Linked DNA regions of Astyanax mexicanus: region 2 is linked to region 1. A link is a contact called in public Hi-C data. All regions are on one chromosome and are shown on one strand. Each heading gives the region's core, a stretch centred on a gene start, on an enhancer-like site or on the middle of the called end of the contact. The rest is flanking DNA. Distances are from core to core; before and after follow the strand shown.

Region 1 (6,246 bases), core at 1,959-4,458:
TGGTTGTGACGGTTCTCAAAAGCATCCTCATGTGTGCTGTATAAAAATGCATAAACACATTGAGCTTTATTTTTATGTATAAAAACATTGAGCTTTCTTTTCTTTTCCGCAATATAATGAATTTTGGATATAAATTTGATTATCATTTAGTTCTTGTGTTAGAAAAATGTATTTAACACATCTAAAAAATGTTCTAATAATTATTTTAAATCTGTTGTTAGCATTTACTACATGCACTAGCATTTCATCTGCATCCAGATACTCTTCATAATATTGAGAGTATTGATTCCAGACTTTTAAATTGTATTGTACATTAGTTTAGTCATTCCTCATCTGATTTTCATTTTGTGTTTTTTTTTTCCCAGCTGAATGCCTCCCTCTCTGTTCTGCATGGTTACAGACGATCGATTCTGCGGTGAGTTTGTGATTTTATATGACTGAATATTCAGTTTCAGCTTAGTAATATTAATCCACACAAAGGATTTTTATTAACTAGAGAAATGTTACATTTGGAACAGACAGACAGGCCTAAAACATTACAGGCTTTTTGCTAGTTTCAGCACAGTGCTTATTATAAGCTTTTTAAACAGAAACATGGCTCACTGTTGCATGTGATGTTTGTTGTGGTGTTGTTTATCAGGCAGATCTTCAGGGTTTTTGATTTTGTGTGCAGGAATGGGAAGGAACTGGATGTCTCAAACATGTTCTCCATGTCCGCTAATGTGACCAGCTCTGAGGTCTACAGGAACATCCAGGCATTTCTGAGAAACTGCAGCAAGCCGAACTCACGCTGCACCCTCAAACTTCATTACCAGCTTACTTATCAAGGTACAGCTTTTTTCCCTTGTGAGTTGCTAAATAAATGTTCACTTTGAGCCTTGTTGTGTTTTCTGCAGTAATACCTAGTAACAGGTTATGAAAATTAAAGAGGTTATGAAAATTAAAGTTGTGAAACAGTAGGTGATTTGGTTCATAGTCTTGCTATGCTGATTATCTTATTCCCCTCATTACTTTCTAATAATGAACAAAGGGGAAAAACTCATGCCTTTGTAAACACCAGCAAATTTTCACTGTATGAACAATACATTGCTTCCCCTAAATGGTAACTGTACTGGAGAAGAGAAAACAGTTTCACTTTCAAAAAGGGCTAGACGATGTTGTAAAAAAAAATCCTGATATTTATATGAGCTGCTTTTAGATTAAACTAGGAGCAAAAATAACCTCCTTAATTTTTTTGTTAAGGAAAAGCTCTTTACAGGTTTCTGAAGCACAAGCCTATAAAGTTAGGTTTCTGTTTGAATATTCTGGATATAACAAGGAAAGATGTGTCATACAGGATATACAGGATAACAGTACAGCAATCAGTTATTGTAGGTGACCAGGTCACCAGTGTATCTCACACTGCTGGTTTTGAAATCACTTTTGTTGCTTATCACTTGTGCATGTCTCTGTTCAGCTTTGTGGATTTCCTCTTGTGTGTCTTGCTTCTTCCTTCCCTTTCAGTACAACAAGACTTCCATTTAAATAACACTGTTATTATGATCGGTATGCTTATGTAATAACTTGACTATAGCCTATGAAATCATTCAAAATATTTTTCCCAATTAGAGGAAACTGAAAAAATACAGTGAATACATTCTTTGTGGCTAAACTGACAATGAAAAGCTACAGCCTATAATGGATTCACACCGAAAATCATGCAGTATCATATGAATTACATGCATCTTGTGATCAGAGGTGTTTCCCGAAGCATGGGCTGAATTATATGACTGGTATTATTGGAGTGTAGGTAAAATAAAACAAAATTTTGGTTTCTAAATGTCTCAGTTTGAATTCTCTCTCCTCTTCCAGTGGACAGTCTTTGTCGGAGTCAAAAAAACAAATGCGACTCCCAGTCTTCTGTATGCAGGGATGATAACGGGACCCTTTACTGCCAGTGCAAAGAAGGCTTTTTTAAAAAGAACCCAGAGGACACCACATGCAGAGGTAGAAACTAGACTGTGATTCTAAGACTGAATAAAAAAGCTTGTAATAGTGATGAACTGCTTTTTAAGTCTATTCTTTGATATTCCATTGTCTCTCAGACTGTGGTGATGGTTTCGAGCGGGTTAATGGAACCTGTGTGGGGTGAGTATTTAAATAATTTAAACAATGTTTTCCTGAAAATTTATGATGTTGCATCGCATTTTAATGTAGATTTTTTAATGTAATAAGTGTCATATGATATGTTTTAGGTGTACGTTTGGATTTGGTGGTTTCAACTGCAATAATTGTAAGTATATATTTATGATTTTCATATACTTACATCAATTTTTAGACCAAAATGTCTTAAGTTTTCCAGACAACAATTAATAAATACAATTATTTAACAGTTTATGGGCTGATAGCGAAGGTGGTGTCTCCTGCTGCTGGTGGGCTGCTGCTCATAGTCATCATCGCTCTCATAGTCACCTGCTGCAGGTACACATTTGCTCTACATGTAAATTAATTAAAATAAAAAAATATATATATATATATTTGAGTATTTGTGATCATTAACCACATTTAATGTCTCTATATGTTACAGAAAGGACAAGAACGACATCAATAAAATCATCTTTAAAAGTGGGGACCTTCAGATGTCTCCCTATGCTGAGTTTCCCAAGAGCAGCCGTGTGTCTATGGAGTGGGGCAGGGAGACGATTGAGATGCAAGAAAACGGCAGCACTAAGAATTTATTGCAGATGACTGATATCTATTACTCTGTGCGTATACATGTTTTTTACTTTTCAAATTATGGTACCACTTAAAAATAAAACTCCTTTCTAAAGAGTTTATAAAGGTTTTATAAAATAGTTTATTAAGGTTATTAATTATGTTGTAAATACTTTAAAAAACATTAATAAGCAGTTACAAGCAAATTAAAGGGCAACAATGACCTTTTATTAAGAAATACAGTATGTTCATGATAAATAGCTACATACAATAGTTAAAAAAAAAACCTGTCCTGTTGTCACATTTGATGGCAATATAAGCATCTTTGTAAAACAGTTTTCCTTTGTTTTTTGTTATAGCCGGCTCTGCGGAATGCTGACCTGGAAAGGAATGGGCTTTACCCGTTCTCCGGCCTCCCTGGTTCACGCCACTCCTGCATCTACCCAGCACAGTGGAACCCATCATTTATCAGCGATGACTCGAGGAGGAGGGACTATTTCTGACGCCCCCAACCCACAGAAGTGCCTCAGACTGGGGCTCAGCACCTCTAGACAGGTGCAAAGTGAGATGTGATGATGACTACAAAGCTGGACAACACTGACCACTAAAAGGCCTTTGAATGTGAAAATGAGCTGGCAAGGGAAAAAAAACAGTCTGTCAGAAAAGGACAATTATCTGAGGTGGATTAGAGGATAGCCATAGGGTTCAGGCCTATTGGGGCTGGTCATCAGCATGCATTAGGGCGTTTTCACACCAGCACTATTTGGTCCGGTTGAAACAGACTCTGGTTGGTTTGTACCCTCAGTGTGGTTTTATTGAGCAGGTGTGAAAACAGTAATCACACTCGTGTGGGGCTCAATGTGTGTGTTTGAAAGCACATACTTTCAGCTTCATACGCGCTGGAAGACAGAATCTTCTCGATATATTTACTTTCTTGCTCCCACGCCAGAAATCTCTGGCCAATCAAAGCAGACAACATGCTTGCATGGTTTATTGGTGCGTATTTTGGTCCATTTAGGTTTTTGCCTGTGTGAAGCCAAACCAAACACAGGGAGAAAACGCTCCAAGTAAACGAACTCATAAACTGATCCGGACCATAGAAACAAACTACAGGTGTGAAAATGCCCTAAGATAGACTTCAGGTTGTGGATGTGTTAATTTTTTTTTTATATATTTTACTTCAGAAGTGTTTTTATTATTATTATAAAGCCAGTTTAGTTTCACTCCTTTGAACTGTGAAATGAGCAAGACAAATGGGGGGATTACACACAACATTAACACAGTTATTAATTACAAAATGTAATTATAAAATACAGTGTTGCACTGCCGACTCTTCAAACGGAAAAAGCCATAAATGTAACATATTTATATTTACAGAAATATGCACATACTAGACTGTGTAAATGTGTACGCATGACTGTAAAACTATGTATGAATCTGTGTGTGTGTGTGTGTGTGTGTGTGTATATGTGTGTGTGCAGATCTGTTTGCATTTGCATGTAGATGAAAAAACGATGTCGTATAAGTTTAAGTTTTGTTTGTAAGCATGTTGTGTGTTTGAAAGAGGAGAATAATATGTGTAAAATCTGTGGAAGCTGTTGGGCTTAGCACAGGTTATTATTGCTGTAGAACATGTTATCAGTAGATGTAGCAGGACAGAGCAGGTCATTATGTTACCATTCGCTTAAATGTGGGGTCATTGTTTTGTCAGAATTTAGCGAAAAGTAGCTGTTTTGAAAGTTTGAAACACAGGGCCTGGGACTTTTCTCTTTTAAAACCTTCAACCCAAACCATATGTGCATGTGGTAAAGAGTTTTAACTGTTCAAAAATGAATACTGATTTAGCGAACTGTGTAATATTATCTTGCACAGGCTAGCTGCCTACTTAGTGTTATCCTAAGTATCAACAGTCAATCGACTGTCACTTAAGAGTGTTATTAAAGGTAATAGGTCATTCTAATTATATATTTTTTTCTAACTGGTAGAAAAAGTGTTGAGTTGATAAGCTAAGTCATTTTCAGGAAACCAATCAAATACTCAAGTCAAGTTACTGACCTGACAGGAGTTTGTTGGTTTGTTACTTTTGCCCATGTTGGAAAAAAATCCCTGTATAGTTTTACCTTGTGTTATTTTAGTGGCTCCATAAGTGCATATTGGCAACTGCTATCTAACCTTAAATATTACAGAACATGTTCTCTGTTAAAATTGATGACCCCACCTTTAAGGACCCTCAATTAACAGAAATGCACTTGGTGCTGCTTCTTTACATAATGCAGTTTATAACTCTGCAATACAAGTAAAGAAATGTGTTGCCATGTTTAATTTATTAAAGTTAATTTAATGTCATTTCCAGATACACATGCAGTTCACTTGCATGTAGCAAATCTTTGGAAGTAGCATCTCTACTGTGAGTGTGCTTCTCTCATGTGTGAACGAGAGAAATAAATAGTAGAAAGTGGCCTTATTTAAAGGCGACTGCCTGTTATCTCCTGCGTGTGTGGTTAGATGTACTATATTTTCTAGATGTACTAGATGTATTATATGTCATTAGCTTAATGCTTTTTTTAATATCAGAGATATCCTGTTACACATACCAGTATTCTTTCCTCCCCTGTGGATGGTCACCTCAATCTGGCGTTTTAGTCAGAAATATTTAAATAAAGAAGCAGTAATGATAACTCATGTTTTCAGTGGCTTTCATTCTTACACATTCATTCTTACACACAGGTGTTCCTGGAGTCCAGGAGTGACACATTTATACCATATATTAATAATTAATTGGGACCAAGTGGTCCAGCAGACTAAGGCGCTGCGACTATGATCTGAGCATTACTGGTTTAAATCAGAGATCAGAGATGCAGTTTGCCATTAATCACCAGAGTCTGAGACAGCTCAATTGGTCATGTTCTCTCCCTAAATCACTCCTGATGTGATGTAGGCCAGCATCAGAACTGGAGAGTCATCAGTTTAAAAATAGACTTCACATGCTTTGAAGGAGGTCTTTATCTCTATGGTAAATACCTTTTTTTCTTACAATTCGAAAAAAATGAAATGTATAGAAACAATAGCTTGCACAGTACTTTAAAAAGTTTTGTTTGTCTACAAATAAAAATCCTAAAGTTGTAATTTAAGAGCCAAATATCAAAATTGAGAATTGCTCAAATGATTGAAAAATATCAAGGTTTTTTTTACAGTATCGTCCAGCCCAACATTCAGAATAATTTTACTAGGATTTCAGACCTTAGCCCCAGTAACATGTTGGGAAAGGCCAGATGATGCTAACTTAATTTAATTAAAATATTATAAAGACTATAACTCTTCAAACACTGTCCCAAAAATCACCAAATCCATCCACTTGAAAAATCCACTTTAAAATGCACATTTTAATACTTTTTAGAATGCTGTGTTTAACTAAACATTCTCACCCAAAAATAAGGACTACCACTTTAAATTTCCGCCATATTTTTTCTGATTTAACAAATCACAAAAACAAATGTTTGACCAGGAATGCCCATGTGTTTGCATGCCACTGAATATGATTTACTAGAAAAA
Region 2 (6,286 bases), core at 2,341-4,840, 35 kb before region 1:
CATTTATAAAGCACTTTATACTCCGGGTCTCTGGTTTCTGCAATCATGAGCAGCACCACCTCAGCTGTTGATCTCTTGGAAAGCATTTGACAGTTTTGTCAATAAATCACGGGTGGGAATCATCTTAGCTTACTTTTAAAGCACTTACCAGTCATATAATGTCGCTTTGTGTGTATTTAAAGGCACTTTCCCTGATTTCTTTCTTTTTCCTTTTCTTTTTTTTTTTTGAATCAGCATTGTGTACATTTGCAACGCGTACTGCACAGGCAATCCCTCCTCAAGAGTTTACCTTGCTTAAACTTTTAAATTCTGAATTTTCTATTCTACTAAAACTATATAATTAAGATATTTTTGCACATACCTTTAAAGGTAATATTAAATGGAAAGAAACTTAAGCAGTACAATAAAAATAGGTACATCTATGACCAGTAGTGTATTTGTACATCATTGAAAATACCAATTGTAAATTTATACATAAAACAAATTCTCATGCCAATCAAACTAATCAACAATGACATGATTGCATACATTTTCACAGCACATGGGTACTTTAGAAAATACCTAAACCTTTAGTTTAGACACTCAGAGACTCATTAAGAACTGAATGGAACTAAACACCTTCAGCTATACTGGGATAATATACCTCAGATATATAATTAGTACTGTTATTGCAAAAGTGTGATACATTTTAAGAAAGATTTTAAAATTACAGTGATTTTGAGTGGTGACATAGGACTGCTTAGATAAGATTTCTTTTGCATGTAGTGCCTTTTTGTGTTTTTGCAAAAGTTTTTGCAAGTCTGAATATTCTAAGCGTTCCTTCTTCCTTCCAAATTTGACACTGAAAGCAAAGAGAGCCTAAGGAAGGGTTTTAGAATTAGTTGTTAATACACTCAACTTAGGCTTTGTTGGCAAAAAACCCTATGCTCTGTACTTAAGGATATTCTAGTTCACAACTGAACTAAGATGCCTAGCCTGAATGACTCAGTGTTAATAGTCATTTTTTGAAGCACCCGTTTCCCATAATTACAGTTATGGATGTGATTTATATATTGACTTTAGAAGATAAGAGGAAATGTCTTAAATTGAAAAGTCTGTTAATCTTTAATTGATTAGTCCTTGATAGTAAGATTATGAATTTGGAAATATGCGTTTCAGTTATCTAGCTTAAATCTAATTTCTTATTAATAAAAAAAAATGTACTCTTAAAAAAGTACATTTTACATCTGTCAGCTGACATTCTCCTGTCTCTGTGTGTGGTTGACAAAAAAAATGCATGATTCAGATCTCTGGTACAGCTTCATTATATGGTATTGATAAACATTTATGTTTATTCTACATTCTGGTATTGATCAAGAATTTATAGTGTAAATGAAATGCCTTGGTTGTTTATTCTGATTTCTATTTTTTTGTGTTATGTGTGTGAGAATGTCTTAACCAGGTCCATAAACCTCTGTAGTTTTTCTTTAGGCCTATAGTAGTATCATGCTATGCTACAGACTACATGGGAACTGCATTTAAGCTTATTTTCAATCAATAAGGTCAATTCTCAATCAGGGACAGATACAATCCTTGTTCAAATTTGCTGTTATTCCTTAATTCATTGTAAACATTCCTGCTTCTATTGTCAGTAGACATATGATGTCTATTATTGTAAATAAGTTGTATATTTTGAACTGTACATTTTGTTCTGTGTATGCTAAGAGTGAGATGGGGACGTTGGATATGTGTGGGTCTCAGTTTTTACATGAATGTACTCTTGTCGATTTAGTCAGCATAATCCTGTTGGTTCTGGCTCCACTGAGCACAGATCAGGTTACTGTTGACTCATATGATTAAGTTTCTCTCTTTCTCCACTTTAGTTAGGAAAGCCTGTATCTGTATTTGCACTTATAGAAGATTTGATTGGCTTTTTCCAAGCATATACATTTTCTGTGGATGTATTATTTATCACGTCAGATATTAGAATTTAATATTAATCAGTGAAACTAACATCTAGTGGCTATTTTACATGAAACTGGATACCCAGTAATTCTTAAATGTACTGAAATAAAAACGATTAAAGTTTTTTTTCCCCTTCACAGGATGGCACAGTTGATGAGTATCTATCCTACTGCGTTTACAAGTAAATGCAACCATTCTGTAATTGAATTTCCCCTTATTTGATATCTAAACGTTGGAGTTGAGTGAGTGTTGGTATTGATGGATTTTTCTTTATCTTGTTTAGACCGATGCGACAAGTTACTGTTAATCAGTGATGGTTTCTTAACTTCTTAATAGATTTAGACATATTTAATTTGACAGGGGAATGCATGTCCACCTTTTTTGTACACTGGTTATATTTTTATATGTAATGTACATATTTTATTGTAGCCAAATTATTTCCATAGAATACCATTACTTTTGCAATACTATGTGTAAGATATGGAAAAGGAAATTTGATTGGATTTTTCTGTTTATGTGTGTTATGTCATTTCAAATACAGTAAAAAAAGGATTTGTTGCTATTCATCTTTCCTTTTCAATTACTAAATATTAATTTAACTCCACGTTTCAGCTGCCATGTTTATTTTGAGGGTATTGTAAAGCTCCAACTATGGCTGCCACATGTCAACAGATAATGTCAATAGACTTTACTTTTGTCAGCCTGCCTGACTGAATATGAATGTGGCACCTAGAGAGAAGTGATCTATAAGTTAACACTTATTGAGTGGATGTAGTTAGCATTGTGATATGGTAATACCAGTGATACTAACTCCTAAGTTGTAGCTCCTAAATCCAGGATGTCTGTAACCCAGTTTTACTAGTAGAATCTCAGTAAAATCTGTAAAAATAATTTTGTTGATGTCTAATCTCAATTTACATTTTTATTAGTAACAACTCCAGTGACAGATGTCAACAATTAAATATTTACTAGTAAAATTATAAATTCAAATATGTACACTGCAATTCTGATAGTAAAAACTGTAGTTTTACAAATTGAAATTATCATCTTTAGTTAAAATAAAGAATTGTATATCTCTATAAATTAAATGAATGAGATCTAAACTGCACACTACTACTACTACTATTTCTATTAATCAAAACTGTATTATACACATATGTGGGCTTGGACATTTTAAATGACAAAATTACAGTTCTCACTGGTAATAATAAAATTATGCATAAAAATGATTTACATTTAGTCAGACATGTAGAGCTGATATTTTTACTAGTAAATATTTCACAGTTAATATAAGTAAATCTGTCATTTGAAAGATTCTTAGCAGTAAAAGCTGTATTAGGAGTGTTGTAATTTTTGACAAAAAAAGTTGCCATACTGTTAGGCCCATTTAAAAAAGCTAATTCCATTTTTTTAGGTTGCTTATGATGAAGTGAAGTGTTAGAACACTTAAAAAGAAAACATTTGAACAGATATACCGTTTTTTTTTTGTTAGTTTACAGTACACTCTGAGCACAGTTAGCTATATGTGGTATATAAATAGCACAGTGGTTAATAATTCTCACTGTAATTTGAAAGCAGCCCAAAGCTAACAGCCCTGAGAGAGAGAGAGGGCTTAGCCAGCTCAGGCTATGCTTGAGAACACACCTTTACAAAACATTTGTTTAATGGCGTCCTGCTAAAGCACACGTAGCATTGAGGTATTCTGGTTTAATGAAGGCCTGGTTTAAGGTTAGAGAGGCTCTTTAAACTGAAACTGGAGCACGTTTGGTGCAAAGATGAAAAACAGTAGTCAGTACATTTTTAAAGAGAGTTGGTTTCAGTTTTATGTGTGGGTTTATTGTGAATAAACGTCGTCAGAAGTGGACATAAGGTAAGTTAATGCACTGCTATCTTAGCTTTAGTTAAATATAATCAAATTTAACAAAATAAACTCGTATTTTGTGGACTAATTTTTGGATTAATTTTATACCATTCGTTCTGGAAGTTTTGCTTACCAGTTACTTCAGCAGTAAAATCCACTGATGGGAGCCCCTGAAAAAAAGGGATTATTAATTAATTTAAATTTAACAGTGTTTTAAACATTGTTTTAATGTAACATACTATTATTCTAATGATGTTAACGTTATTCGTGGGGGGAAAAAGAGGCTTAACTGGTTTGGAGGCAGGCAGCTTCTCTTACTAGCCTGTCACGTGCGCACCTGTGCCATTGACGCGCACGCGCGCAGACACACCTGTCGCATCCGGGAGCCAGAGGCGTACAAGTGAGAGCAGCTCTGAACTTCATGAGGGCCAAAGTTTAAAGGTATTTGTGAATAAATACGTTTCTTTAGATGTAAACAGGCTCTATGAACATGTTGGTCATTTTGGTGAGGAGTTCTAACATCGTACTCCTGTTACAGTTTGGCTTTCTGATAAAGAAAACCTGTACAGTTAACACACTCGGTAACAAACTGGTGTTTATTAATCTTACTATCAATGTGAAGCTAAGTTACTTCAGTTTTTCACAGATTACCTTTATTTTATGTGTTCATAGTAAACCTCTGGATGTGTAAATTAATTTCAGGTGTGTTTTCTTTTGGTTTAATAGCTAATAGTTTTAGTTTGCAACTTTTACAAAGAGTTGTCTAAATATTTTAACTCTCCAGAAACACTAATATTAAGCTTTAACCCTAAATAGAATGATTTATCTTACGTACTTTTGTTTAATTTGACTAATTAAGCCTTCACTGATATCAGAATATTCTTATTACTGTTATTTCAGACTTCTCTGTTGTCTCTGTTTGGCCTTAGAGTTATTTAATATTCTAGAGCAGTTAATATACAATGGTTCACTCTGGGAATTTAAGTTTACTTACTGAGAAGAGCCCACGTGAATGAACTAGTATGTTAAAACTAGTAGCCTTAAAAAAATTAGAGACCACTTCAGTTTCTAAATCAGTTTTTCTGATTTTGCTAGTTTTCACAGTTTTCATGCAATTTGGCATGTTCTCCTCCACCAGTCTTACACACTGCTTTTGGATAACTTTATGCCACTCCTGGTGCAAAAAATTCAAGCAGTTTAGCTTGGTTTGATGGCTTGTGATCATCCATCTTTCTTATAATTATATTCTAGAGGTTTTTAATTTGGTAAAATCAAAGTGGTCTCTTATTTTTTTCCAGAGCTGTATCTGAATATCTTTATATGCAATTTTAATTTTAATTTAATCCTTTTTCTCTTTTCTAAAAACAAGACCTACAACTCCAATTAAGGCTGTTTTGGGACAGTGGTATCAAAAGCACTATTCAGTTTTATTCTCTGAAATGAAATACTCTTCAGATTGCGTAGCTTTTCTCTCAGCAGGTAGATTTACTGACAACTTAACAGGTTTGCTTTCCTTCTTTTTGGACACAGATCAGGCCACACTCAGGCCTAGGACCTGGATCCCATACAGGTTCTGATGAGAACAGTGCTACACTGCTGAGGTCTTGGACAGGAGGCACTATGAGCAACAACGTTCAAGAGTTATTTCATGAAAATGCTCAGGTGCAGTTTTATCATGTTATCTTTATTGAAGAAGAAAAAAAAAAAACCTTTGTGGATTTACACTGACATGCCACATGTCATGGGACAGGAAATTGTATTGGGTCTAATGATTTGTGCCATGTCCCACGGAAGCTAAAGAATGCTGTATTGACCTGTGGGATATGCATTTGGGGTCTCCTGCTTTTGAATGTGGGTGCAATTTATGCAGAAGTTTGCATGAACAATTCTAGTCAAAAGCAGCTGGTCATGATAATTAGCGCCCACTCCACTGTCCACTGTGGGCAGTAATGCCTTCTAAAATGTGACACTGTGGATTAAGGTGTGTTAAATATTGGCACAACTTTGTTAATGGAATGTCCCATCTATCTGGCACCCGCTATCAAACCTCACTTTAGCTCTAATAATTCAAAACACCTTGCCATGAGCATGCTGACCAGGTATTGACCTCACTCACTACACCACACCACTTATACAAGTGTGGGTCGATATCAGCAGAAAGGGAAAAAAAGAAGTACAATCTTATCCAGTAACCATTTCATCCTGAAAGAGGCAAAACTGGCACTGTGTGATATGTTTTTAAGATTTTAGCTATGTTTCATTCTGTGTAGTTATAGTGATAGAGCAGTGAGCCTACTTTTAATGCTTAACTTGCAAAAAGTTGATGAAGATGTTAAAGCTTAGTTAGAATCAATATAAGGACCCAAAACTCTTTTTTTGTATTAACCAATATGTTTAGCGCAGAGCCCAGGAGCAAGTAATACCAGTTCTTGCATAATACTGCTTTAACATGTGCTCATGAAGAGTGTTTAACATCTATGT

Evidence for each region. A called contact is a pair of places that touch in the nucleus more often than the background predicts.
Region 2: a Hi-C map of muscle shows a contact between it and region 1, with 5 times the contacts expected there. The contact joins the promoter of slc12a8 here to the enhancer-like site in region 1. A contact is called at or near these places in 2 of 3 Hi-C or Micro-C datasets (both in muscle).

Annotation. Positions count from the first base shown.
Region 1 is chr11:37,808,238-37,814,483 of AstMex3_surface, reverse strand. It overlaps heg1 (heart development protein with EGF-like domains 1), which reads left to right. Exons shown (of 13, transcript XM_049484868.1): 6 at 366-415; 7 at 674-828; 8 at 1,852-1,986; 9 at 2,085-2,127; 10 at 2,235-2,272; 11 at 2,373-2,460; 12 at 2,567-2,744; 13 at 3,054-5,372. The coding sequence ends at 3,197. Among protein-coding and RNA genes, the nearest start is that of LOC125804982, 12 kb to the right of the region's middle. Within about 2 kb of position 3,208, the one cell type or tissue checked has an H3K27ac peak away from gene starts, as active enhancers do.
Region 2 is chr11:37,843,153-37,849,438 of AstMex3_surface, reverse strand. slc12a8 (solute carrier family 12 member 8) reads left to right here and starts at 3,590. Exons shown (of 14, transcript XM_007259963.4): 1 at 3,590-3,814; 2 at 4,087-4,246; 3 at 5,336-5,467. The coding sequence starts at 5,426. znf148 (zinc finger protein 148) reads left to right here. Exons shown (of 7, transcript XM_007259964.4): 7 at 1-2,496.